Linked DNA regions of Sus scrofa: region 2 is linked to region 1. The links are chromatin contacts, called in public HiChIP or PLAC-seq maps. All regions are on one chromosome and are shown on one strand. Each heading gives the region's core, a stretch centred on a gene start, on an enhancer-like site or on the middle of the called end of the contact. The rest is flanking DNA. Distances are from core to core; before and after follow the strand shown. Region 1 holds the start of CASQ2 (calsequestrin-2). Region 2 overlaps CASQ2 (calsequestrin-2).

Region 1 (5,692 bases), core at 412-2,911:
AAGTCAAGACATCCATTGTTACACTTGGAAATCTTTTTCCCCCTAAATGTTCTAAAGAAAGCAGAGACCTCATCTCCAGTGTCGGCCAATGACTCAAAAAGCTAACCACATCTTAGAACGGCTATTCTTGGCTCCATCTTTAAAAGCCTGGAGAATTTACCATCAGAAAGAAGTGAATGGTGCCATAGGTTTCAATGAGAGGGTCCCCCAGGTCCTGGCTTCCTGGACACGAATGTACCCTGAAGACAGGGCCCATCAGCTTGGCTCTCAGCATCAGGCCCTCTGGCTGTAGAGGGGCTTGGTCTCACTCACGTGGGCCACCGAACGTCTTTTTTTCCTTCTGTCCCCTGCCAAGTTTGTGCAGGACAGTATCCTTGCTATTTCCAAAGCTGATTTTCTAACCAAAGAAAGACAAAATCTTGGCCCGAATCATGACAGCCATCGACTGCTCTAAAGAGTGGAAAGACTGTTTAACCAGAACAGGTGGAACCACTTAAGAACAAAACAGGGCATCTTGTGGGGGTACTGCCCTATCCGAGTGAAAGCAGCCCGGAGCACAGGGCAGTTAGTAATACGATCTCTGATGAGGTGCTGAACCCCCCATGCAATGAACCCTAATCACATGTGCCCTGATTGTCTGCTGGATTCAAGAAGAAAATGCATAGAAAAGAGTTTGCAAACCCTCACTATTAGAAACTGACAAGTAAGTATAATAACCCCTGTTCCACCATCTCCAAGAAGAATGAAGTAACCATAATAGCGGCCGCGTTTGGTAACTGCTTTGCACCACGCTTTTCCATCTCTGTTCCAAACCTCACAATATAGTTGTAATTATCCCCATTTTACACAGATGGGGGGACCTGAGAATCAAAGAGAGGGGGTGACGCTCCAATGTCCATTCAGCTGCTACGAGGCAAAGCCTAGATTTGAACTCAGATCTGTCCAACTTCTGGACGCTCTACAGCAGTCTGTCTCTAATGAAGAGGAAAGGGGTAAAAATGGTACATTGGGTGCTAATGTTAAGACAAGACAGATGCAGGGGTAAGAGCGCAAAACTGAAGGGGGTTTCTGAGCAAGACTGCTGACTTTTCATTTAATTTTAAGCTGGGCACAGGAACTGGTGTCAGCGGTGTTCAGCTATGGGCAGGGGTGGAAGGAGAAGAATGGTGACCCCGGGTGGGCTGGGGCCTCTGGAGCTCTTCCCATGGAGAAAGGGTGTCCCTGTAGCCCTTGCCCAGTGACGGCACAGCAGCCAGCCAGGGAAAGGCAGGGGCAGAATGTCAAGTCCACCTGGGGGTCCGTCTGATCCCCATGTCAGCAGTGAGGGGTAGGGGATGAGCAGCCTGCCAGGCCAGGACAGGCTGAGATAGCTCCCTGCGGTAATGCACTGATTCAGTAGCATCTGAGTGGCCCCTGTACACCCAAGCCTCTGCACAGCTTCCTGGTCCCTCAGTCCCATCTCTCCCTCCCCTCCCTTTCCCCTCCTCCCTCTGAGTTCATTTCTCTCCTCTGACCTTCCCGGCCTCCTCGTTTTATGGGCACCCTGCCTGCCTCCCGCCTCCTCCCTCTCCATCAGCCTGACAAACTCTATCAGCGAATCCCTCAGCGGTGCCATATCTAACTTTTTTATTCATTGCCTGATTTATTTTTAGCCTGAAACAACTGCATCCTAAAAATGGAGTTCCTGATGAGCCCGGGGCTGGGCAGAGCTATGCGAGGTATCTGGGGCTTGGCGGTCCAGCCTGGCTCTTGCTCCGCACGCATGTGTGAGAGCCTGCGCTCGCTCCTCCTGAGCCCACAATTACACTTCTCCGCCGGAGGAGGTGACCGGGGCGGGGTTCTCCGACCCAGGCAGGGCCGAGGAGAGAGACCGCAGTGGCTTCTCTGCTCCCAAGGGCTCTCAGGTCCTCTCTCCTGCACGCAGTGTTTCGGGGGAAGAAGAGCAACACTTTGCCCAGATGAAGAGAACGCACCTGCTTGTGCTGGGGGTCTACCTGCTGTCCTCCTGCGGGGCGGAGGAGGGGCTGAACTTCCCACCTATGACGGCAAGGACCGCGTGGTCAGTCTGACCGAGAAGAACTTCAAGCAGGTTTTGAAGAAATACGACTTGCTCTGCCTCTACTACCACGAGCCGGTGACTTCGGATAAAGTCTCGCAGAAGCAGTTCCAGCTGAAAGAAATTGTGCTGGAGGTGAGTTGGGGGGGCGCGGAGCACGGGGTCCCCGTGGGCGGGAGGCGGCCAGTGGTTGGGATGCGGGGCGCCAAGGATCTCTCCTGAAGTCTTGCCCCCCTTTCGGTCGCATGCACATCTGAAGATCTTGTTGCAAAGCGGCGATGTGTGAAAACCAGGGGTGGGTTCAGACTCTTAGCTGAATGGGTCGCGTGATGCACAGTCTGCGAAGATGTGACGTCTGTCCTCAGAGGGGCCTCTGGATTTCTCAAGGGCAAGAGTGCCAGCTACTCCTTTTCTAAGAGAATGGTAAAGCTTTAGTTTAAAAGCCCACCTGAGATGACATTCGGGGTCATGCGTGGGGTTTGTTCTGCCGTGCTAAGTCCTTACTCTTTGCTCCTGTAAGTCTTCCCACCTCCTGGGGAAGCAGGAGGCATTTGACCTTGCCTCTCTCACCGTCAGATGAGGAATATCAGGAAGCCATGCTCCTCTCCTGTGACTCAGTTTCGGTCAATGTCACACAGGGTAGATGTGGGAAGATTTGAACTGTACCTTCACTAACAGGGATTTTTTTTTTTTTTCTAAGAAAGTTCTTGGTGTGAGCTCAGGGAAGATGCTGCAGCCATTCTTATTCTGTCTGCATGGCATGGCCTGGCTATAAACCTGGCACTGTGGCTTGTTCTCTAATCCTGCGTGAGTGCCCCAGGGACTCCTCCTGTGGCTCCTCCTGGACAGTTTCAGATCGCTTACACTCAGGAGCACCTGTCAGTGCCAAGAATTCTAGTAGGCACCAAGATCCCTTATCGTTCCCATGCCCAGCTCAGCCCAGACACAAATCTATGAGAAGGACTGTTGGAGAATTACAGCAATTTATTAACCAGCACAGCCAGAAAGCTCAGCTTAATCAAATGCCCCTTTTCTTTCTTTTTTTCCAGTTTTATGGAGAAATAAGCAACATAACGTTACCATCAAATATTTTGATGAACAGAATTACCATATAAAACCATGGGGATTTTAATTCTCAAAAAATTGACTGTAACAAAATCCAGGAATGCCATCGCAAACCCATCAAAATGTTCTTGATAATTTGAAAAGCATCGAAGGCGCTCCCTGGTGGGCTAGAGGTTAAGGATTTGGCATTGTCACTGCTGTGGCTTGGGTTCGGAACTTCTGCATGCCAAAAAATAAAAAAATAAAAAGCACTGCAGAGCAGAATCCTGTGTCTCCTGATCGTCATACACACACCTCTTTTCAGAGGATTTATATACAGCAGTGTGGGCATTACAGAGAGCTCTGATGGACAAAAAACTTAGTATTTTTTAAAATCTCTCCACTGCCATCATCTTTTTCCTCAGGCTCCATCCTGAGGCCTGAATGTTGAAGCTCAGTTCCCTCTGGGGGTTATAAGCGAAGAGGAAGCAGAGACAGTTACTAGGTCTTTGTACTATATATACGGAAAATTGCAGGCTGGAAAAACCAGGACATACAGCACAGCTGCTGTTCTGCCCATGAAACCCTCAATCACGTTATCAACTCCATTGCAAACTGCCCTGCCCAATTATAGACCTTTTTATGAAAAGTTAATCAAAGGCATAAGGTTCTACCATGTATGCTCATCAGTGTCCACTTAGCCTAGAACTCGAAGAGAATGCCAGTGCAAGCACTGACCCCCATTTCTGGTTCACTGTCAGAGTAATACACACACACACACACACACACACACACCACACACACACACACAACTCCCCAAGAATCTATCTCCCTCAGAGAGAATTCTTATTCCCAATCAAAATCCTGAGAAGGGGCTCTGCCCTGGGTTCACCATCGCTCCAGGCACCTTTGATCCCAGAGCACCCAGCAGAGACTGACAAGGTGGAAGTTCAGCACAGGCGACAGTGTGATGCCCGCTAGGCTGCTCAGTCACTGTAGGAAAGAGATCACAGAACTTGGAGTCAGGAGATCGGGCTTTATGTTCTGGCTTTGCCTCTTCCAGATACACGACAGAGGGCAAGTTCCTTAATTTCGCTGCACCTCCTTTTAAGTCTGGAAAAAATAATAACTATCATACAGGCTTATGAGATGATTAAATAATAATAGTTACCATTTATTGAATGCTTGCTGTGTGCAGAGATTGTTCTAAGTGCTTTGCATGTGGTAGCTGGTTTGATCCTTACAGTATCTCTCTAAATTAGGTACAGTTACTCTCCCCATTTTATAGAAGGGGACACTGAGGCACAGGGAGGCCAAGGTCACTTGACTAGTGCAGGTGAAAGCAGCCTTGGCCCCTACACGGCGTTACTGCTCGCATCGAATGAGACAAGGTACAAGGACTGCTGATACCCTGTTCAAGAGGGTTTCCAGAATCTTCCTTAAATAGAGCACTCAGCCTGTGGGCTGGCCTGGTGATGCAGCTGTACCACTCACAAGGCTGAGAAGCACAGACCCTGGGCCACTGCTCCTGCAAACATCCCAACCTCGGCCATTGGGTTCCCTCCATGAGGGTCGAGGTGGGGGGCTTTGCAGAGATACGGTCAGCAGCAGGCTGTTCCACAGAATCCAGAACAAAAATGGTTCCGGAATCCCGTGAGTGATGGGAGGGTGGATGAGAGCCTCTACGTTTTGTTCCTGGTCAAAAAACCGCTATTGTCTTCTTAATTCTCTGGTCTCAAACCTACACTAAGGAAAATATTCTGCCAGTTACAGGGTTATGTCCGTTTGGTATAGAAGGAGGGGAGGAGGCAGTGCCCAGTGGATGTCTAGGAGGCAGTGAAAACTCAGCCCTGGGCAGACAGCACAGTAGAGCTGGGCTCCTGTCATCTGAATAGTTTAGGAAGGTGATTTGGCTTGATCTTTGGCCACGCTCAGCGGGTTAAGGATCTGGTGTTGCCGTGAGCTGTGATGTAGGTCACAGATGAGGCTTGGACCCTGCGTTGCTGTGGCTGTGGCATAGGCCAGCAGCTGTAGCTCCCATTCGACCCCTAACCTGGGAACCCCCATATACCTTGGGTGCAGCCCTAAAAAGCAAAAAAAAAAAAAAGTTTAGGAAGGTGGCTTCCCCTGCTTTTAGTCACACCTCACCATGACCGAGTATACACAGATCAGCACAGAAGTGAAACAAAAGTTTCACAGCACAACATATATTATTTGGGGAATTCTTGGGGAAAAAAATTCTTTGTCTTCCATTTTGTTGTTCTTTTCTATTCTGTTGTAGTTCATTTTACACATGCTGATTAAATTAATCTCCCTCTCCAATGATGAACTGCCATGCCCAGGTTGAAAGACCTTGAGCATTTTTAGGGGCTAGATGATTAGGAATTAGAAATTCATAACTCGTCACATAAAGGCCATCCCATTCTGATAAAAATCCATCCATCAGTCACACAGCTGTCACTCCACAGTGGGCCTTGGGGTGCCTGCTGTGGATACAGGGAACATGAGGCGCTCGGGTGGCTCACGGCCTAAGGTGGAAATTACAATGAAATCCAAATGAAAAGCCACCATGCGATGGGGTCACTGTGACAG
Region 2 (5,829 bases), core at 1,811-4,310, 40 kb after region 1:
GGACCTGGGAAAAGGGAGGTGCTTTGTGGAGGTTGAAGTCAGGAGAGGCAAGGGCCCGGGAAGCACAGTACAGTCCTAATCATGGAAAAACAACTGGCTGGTGTTGAAATGGCAGGAGGACCTGGCCACTGTTGAGATAAAGGAGAGGAAGACGAGAGAAAACACAACAATAACTGAAGATTGGGCGTCTCTGCTTCAAGACAGCAACGACTGTACAGCTATGAAAACATTAGGAAATCTTGGAAGAAGAATCTCCTGAGGAACATAAGAGGGCGAGATGAGTCCTCATTTCTACAAGTTGAGAAGACCTTCCGCTGGGTGGAGTTTTCATTTATTCACTCATTTGCTCACTTAGCACATATGTATTGAGTGCCTTTTTTGTGCCAAGCACTCTTCCAGATGCCAGGGATGCAACACTGGAGCAGAAAAGTTGCCTGTCCTTATGGAATTGAGAGTTTACGCTATGGGGCTGGGGAAGAAGATGGGAAGACAGAAAGTAAACAAACCAATAAATACCTTATATTAAATATATGAGTTGGAGAACTGTAAAGAGAATGAAATATCCGGGCTGCTGATGTAGATTTGGGAGTTTAGTAGTTTCTAACCACTGTCCATGTTTGTAGGCCCTGAAGTGCTTTTATTTATTTTTTTTTAATTTAATTTTATTTTTTTCTTTTTTAGGGCCACACCCATGGCACATGGAGGTTCCCAGGCTAGGGGTCGAATCAGAGCTACCGCTGCTGGCCTACGCTACAACACAGCAACACAGGATCTGAGCTGCGTCTGCCACCTGCACCACAGCTCATGGAAACACCCAATCCTTAACCCGCTGAGCAAGGCCAGGGATCAAACCCACAAGCTCGTGGTTCCTAGCCAGATTCGCTTCTGCTGCACCACAAGGGGAACTCCCCAACGTGCTTTTAAAAGCATGGATTCTTGGGCCTCACACCTGGAAATTTGGGTTTTTTAGGGTTGTGACCAGGCCCTAAAATGTGCATTTTCTAAAAGCTCCCTGGGAGAGTTTACTTGGCATGAAGGTTTGGGACTAACATCTATGGATCTTGATCCTGTGCAAGGGCCCACCCCCTCTGAAACAAGTGGAACAAGAGGGAGTCAGAGGGCCAAGGACGGTGTCCACTCTATGGCACTTTACAGCCTGAAAAACGTCAGTTCCAAGTATCCCATGCCACCTCCCACTGCCCTGTTCTTTTCCTGAAGTGAACCGTGAGAAGCAAAATCATTTTCTGAACCGCACTAGACCAAAAGAAGCTGTGATTCTCTAAACAAAGTTGGTGGAGAAGACATTGAGAAGATCTAAATTCATTGCTTTGGTTTCATCTGCAACAACTGAAATGGCTTAAGAACTTGTAGAAGAAATATCTGTCAGCAAAATTCATACACATGCAAATTTCAGAAAAGTGGCCATTTACTCTGTAATTTTATCTTTTTTTTTTTTTTGTCTTTTATTGCTATTTCTTGGGCCGCTCCCGCGGCATATGGAGGTTCCCAGGCTAGGGGTCGAATCGGAGCTGTAGCCGCCAGCCTACACCACAGTCACAGCAACACCAGATCCAAGGCGTGTCTGCGACCTACACCACAGCTCATGGCAATGCCGGATCCTTAACCCACTGAGAAAGGCCAGGGATCAAACCCACAACCTCATGGTTCCCAGTCAGATTCATTTCTGCTGTGCCATGACAGGAACTCCTAAGTTTTTTTTAAGCACAAACGAATTCATTATATAGACAACATCAGCTACTACTAATAAAATCCATTCTAATTTCATTGTACCCTCCATGAAGCAGGTCTGGGTCCCTTGGATCCAGAAGGCCCCACTAAATACTTACTGAATAAATGAATGAATCAGTGCCTCAGTCAATCAAATCTCCTTCCGTCTTTACCACCCAAGACACGATTAAAAGAATGGGAAAAAAAAGGACTCTCTGAGATTCAAGGTGAGGAAGCTACAGTGGGGATATGGATACAGTGAGCAGGCCTCGGGAAATGTTTGCTCAGGTCGCCAAGGCTTCATTTTAGGAACAGCATAATCCCACTTTACATTCTTGGTCTTAACGTTAGAGACACACACGCGCACACACGCACACTCACACACACGGGTGTATCTACCCTGCCTACCTCAGCAGAGGTTCTGCTGAGCTCCTTTCCACCTTCAGAAGCCTTCATTCTAGCACACGATGCGGGGGATGAACTGGTGTTACAGGAGAAACAAGGAGACCTCCACTGTGACATGCGCAGGGCCAAGGTCACATTTAAAGGACATAAATTCCCTCTTGTCCAGTGTCCAGGAGACAGTAATTTTCAAATGAAAGAAGAATTGGAATGGAGGCAAACTGGTAGTTTAGAACGCTTCACTGGACAAATTGCAGACTCACATTGTGCCTCGGGTTCATCATTTGTGAAAATCAGCATAATAATAGCTCTGACCTCATACAATCAAAGTGGGGTTTCAGAAAGTAATCAACTTAAAACACTCTGCCACAGCGCCTGGCACCTAGTAAGCACGCCATGTGCCTGCTATTATTAGTTTTTGTTCATCCGGTCCCTTCCCACTTCTTAAAAGCACAGTTTCCTGGCACCTACAATGAGCAGTTCATGAACTCAGAAAACCAGAATCCAATGTCATTTTCCAGCCCATCCTATCATGGGCCCAGCTTTGCGATGAAGTGTGTGTAAACCCAAATAGTGGTTGTATGGTTGCTGTTTCCTCCACTTTCCCCAACTACACTGTCCAGCCCATCATCCACACCCCATCCCACCCCTCGGAAGCGGGGAAAAGGCAAGGAAAGACCCCACACCTTCTTGTCTCTGAAAACAAAATCAACATGACCATAAAAATCTCTTTGACTGACTGTGGCTCCTAACACAGCCTGTTTTCTTTAGCTCTGGGTAGGATTCTGATATTTCTTTCCCTTAGGTATCGTTTGGAATAGAGGGACCTGGAATTAATAGCAATTGATGACTAAAGCCATAGGAATACCAACTGTTTGCTCCGAATGGACCTCCTTGTGTTGCTGCTTATGTAACACCCAGCTCCTCCCTCTCCCCAGTTAGTCACGGCTGCCCGGGGCCTCTGCACCGTGGGTTACCACCACAGGGCGTCAGCTCTTAGGCAATTCCTCTTTAGTTTCAAGGGAACCACTGTTCATCCCTGTGCTTTCTCGGACCACAGCTCTGAACCAGAAGAGAATGGCATTTGGTTTTCTACAGAGCATTGCACATTCCAGGCCTCTCAAATCATTTCACAAAAGGAGATGTGAGTTCAGCAGCTCTGCAGGCGAACACAGCAACCATTCTGCTCTGACCGGACGGTGCGGCCACGTTGATCAAGAGAGCAGATGGCTTCGGGGCTGTGGGCTAGCTCCCCATGCTTTTTATCTGGTACAGGGTGAGCCACTCATCCTAGCTAGTTGGGTACTATCCTGGTGTTAGCACTGGACCCTGGGAAACCTCTCCACCCTGGACAAACCAGGATGGTGGGTCACCTTCTAACTGGTAACCAACCAGGCAGTTCCCATAGCCTGAGAAACTATCAAACAAGCCCAGGACTCAGGGACAGCCCTGGGGCCAGTGCTTCAACCAAAACAGCAATTAGAGTTTATGAGCTGATGGAGGTCAGATTAATGGGCTGGCCTCTGATTCCAAGTACCTGTATGCTTTAAATGGTTTCCATCAATTGCCTATTCTCTCAAAATTGGTTCAATTAGACCCATACATCCCAGGACACTGAACATGATCCATTGACATTCGCTTCCTCCTCCAGCCCCTGGCAAATACCATAAAGTGGTTGTGAGTGTGGAATTAAATTTCCCACCTTCCTTTTTGACGGCTCTCTGCCCCGATTGGACCTCATTTGCCAGATAGGTTTTTTTTTTTTTTCTTATCTGTCCTTTGATCACAAAAGGAGATGGGTCTGGCCAGGCCTTGAGTGACAAGTTCCTATCATTTCAACACACAGACTCGTAGCCGGACAACCCACTGCTACTCTAGGCCAGTGTTCAAGGCAACAACTGTCTTGTTTCTGTTACAGGTTGCAAAGAAATTGTCCTTGAAGATGAACGAGGTTGACTTCTACGAGCCATTTATGGAAGAGCCCATTGTCATCCCTGACAAACCTTACACGGAAGAGGAGATTGTGGAGTTTGTGAAGGAGCATCAAAGGTGCCTCAGATGGCGTGCAGGGGAGGTGGGGGCTGGGGGGGGGGGTGACGAGAGCCTGGGGGCTGAAGAAGCCGTTCAGTCCTGCCATCTCAGACGCCTGAGGGCGACAACCAGGAGTGAGTATCCCAGCAGAACTGAACTCACTGTGGCTCTGCTGGTCATTGGTCCGCGGCGGGCATTTTCTGACTATGGATCTACACTTGCCAGCAAGCTCAGCCCACTTTGTCGCAGGGAGGAAGGCACCGCACACAGCAAGGTGTCGGTACGGTGATAGCCATGCTAGTGATTTAGTGACAGCCTCCTAAAGTAGGTGCTTCTGGAAGCTACTTTCCCTAATCTTCAACAGTAGGCGGTAATTATTATTATCCTAACCGTACAGATCAAGGAACTGGGCGCGGGGTAGTCAGGTCACTTAGCCCGGGATGCACAGGTTATGCACAGAACTTCTGGGAGAGGAATATTTGATCCCACTAGCTCTAGCATAGATCAGCATCCTCTTTCTGTAAAGGGCCAGGTAATAAATAGTTCAAGTTTTGAAGGCCAGATGGTGTCTGTTACAGATATTCACTTCTGCCCTGGAGTGTGCAAGCCATCATAGGCCGTACGTAAACAAATGGGTTTATATATGGGTTTACAAATAGACGTTTATTTCTAAAAATAGGAGCCCTGGGCTGGATGTGGCCCATCAGCTGTAGTTAGCCAACCCCAGCTCTTGAAGGAGGGACTATCCTGGAACAGGGAGCACAGGGGTGGGTTCACCGCCCCACCCAGCCACCCACCCCTCGCCCCTCCCCAAGCTCCCATTTGCTCATTGAACCTGAAACTCCGTCTTTCCATCACCTGGTCGGCCTTGGTCCCTACACAGAAGCAGCACTTGGAGGAAATTTCGACATGTCTAACACTATTTGACAACCTTCAAAAAGAAATGAAACCATGAGCAAAATAGAGATCCGACCCGTTCCTTCAAATGTCCCTAAAGGGCTTTGGATGGGTGACCCTGGTGACAAAGCAACGGTAGTTCTGGGCTGTTTTCTGTCCTGGGTCTCTTCAGTCTGGGTTCTCAGGAGAGGCACCTGTCCATGAGGAGGGAAATGGCTTGTTGGCCTGGGCGTGACCTGACCCTGTGCCCTCTGACCCCTTATCTGTAACTGACTTCATAATCCTTGGATCAAAAGGGTCTCGGGAAAGGCTGTGAGCTTTGGGCCCAGCTGTGCACGCGACATCACAGGGCTGAGCTGCTCGGTCTCGTTAGGGGAGAAACAAGCACATAGGGCCCTTTACACTCTTGAAAGTGAACCAACATCTCGCCTTACATTTCACTGCGCTGAGGCTTTGCTGTCGGCAGCGGTCATCCCTACTCAAGGAAGCTCATCTTTTTGTTTGTTTGTCTTTTCAGACCCACTCTACGTCGCCTGCGCCCAGAAGATATGTTTGAAACATGGGTAAGAAAGTGGCAAACTCTTTCTGCCTTGTACCTTCCCCAAGAGGCATACACTCTGAGTTCCAAAACCCACATCGTCTTATTTGCCTGCGGTAGATGTCGGCATGGTAGCAGCCCACTTCTCGTGGGCGGGGCCGTGGGCAAAATTACTGTCTCTCTGGGTTCATTTCCTACAGTGACTGCTGGCTTTCATTACCTGGCTACCAGTG

The links. HiChIP or PLAC-seq counts read pairs in DNA pulled down with a chosen protein or histone mark.
Region 2: a contact with region 1 is called in an H3K27ac HiChIP or PLAC-seq map of skeletal muscle, with 8 times the contacts expected there. The contact joins the enhancer-like site here to the promoter of CASQ2 in region 1. A contact is called at or near these places in 20 of 47 Hi-C or Micro-C datasets (adipocytes, alveolar macrophages, brain and 11 more) and 1 of 2 datasets of contacts at active chromatin or transcription factors (skeletal muscle).

What each region holds. Positions count from the first base shown.
Region 1 is chr4:104,916,543-104,922,234 of Sscrofa11.1, forward strand. CASQ2 (calsequestrin-2) reads left to right here and starts at 1,662. Exons shown (of 12, transcript XM_021089995.1): 1 at 1,662-2,034; 2 at 2,037-2,191. The coding sequence starts at 1,959.
Region 2 is chr4:104,955,396-104,961,224 of Sscrofa11.1, forward strand. CASQ2 (calsequestrin-2) reads left to right here. Exons shown (of 12, transcript XM_021089995.1): 7 at 4,049-4,179; 8 at 5,576-5,621. Among named protein-coding and RNA genes, the nearest start is that of CASQ2, 40 kb to the left of the region's middle. Within about 2 kb of position 3,061, at least 7 of the 83 cell types and tissues checked have an H3K27ac peak or open chromatin away from gene starts, as enhancers often do. A contact at or near this core is called in embryonic fibroblasts and skeletal muscle, where this site is marked.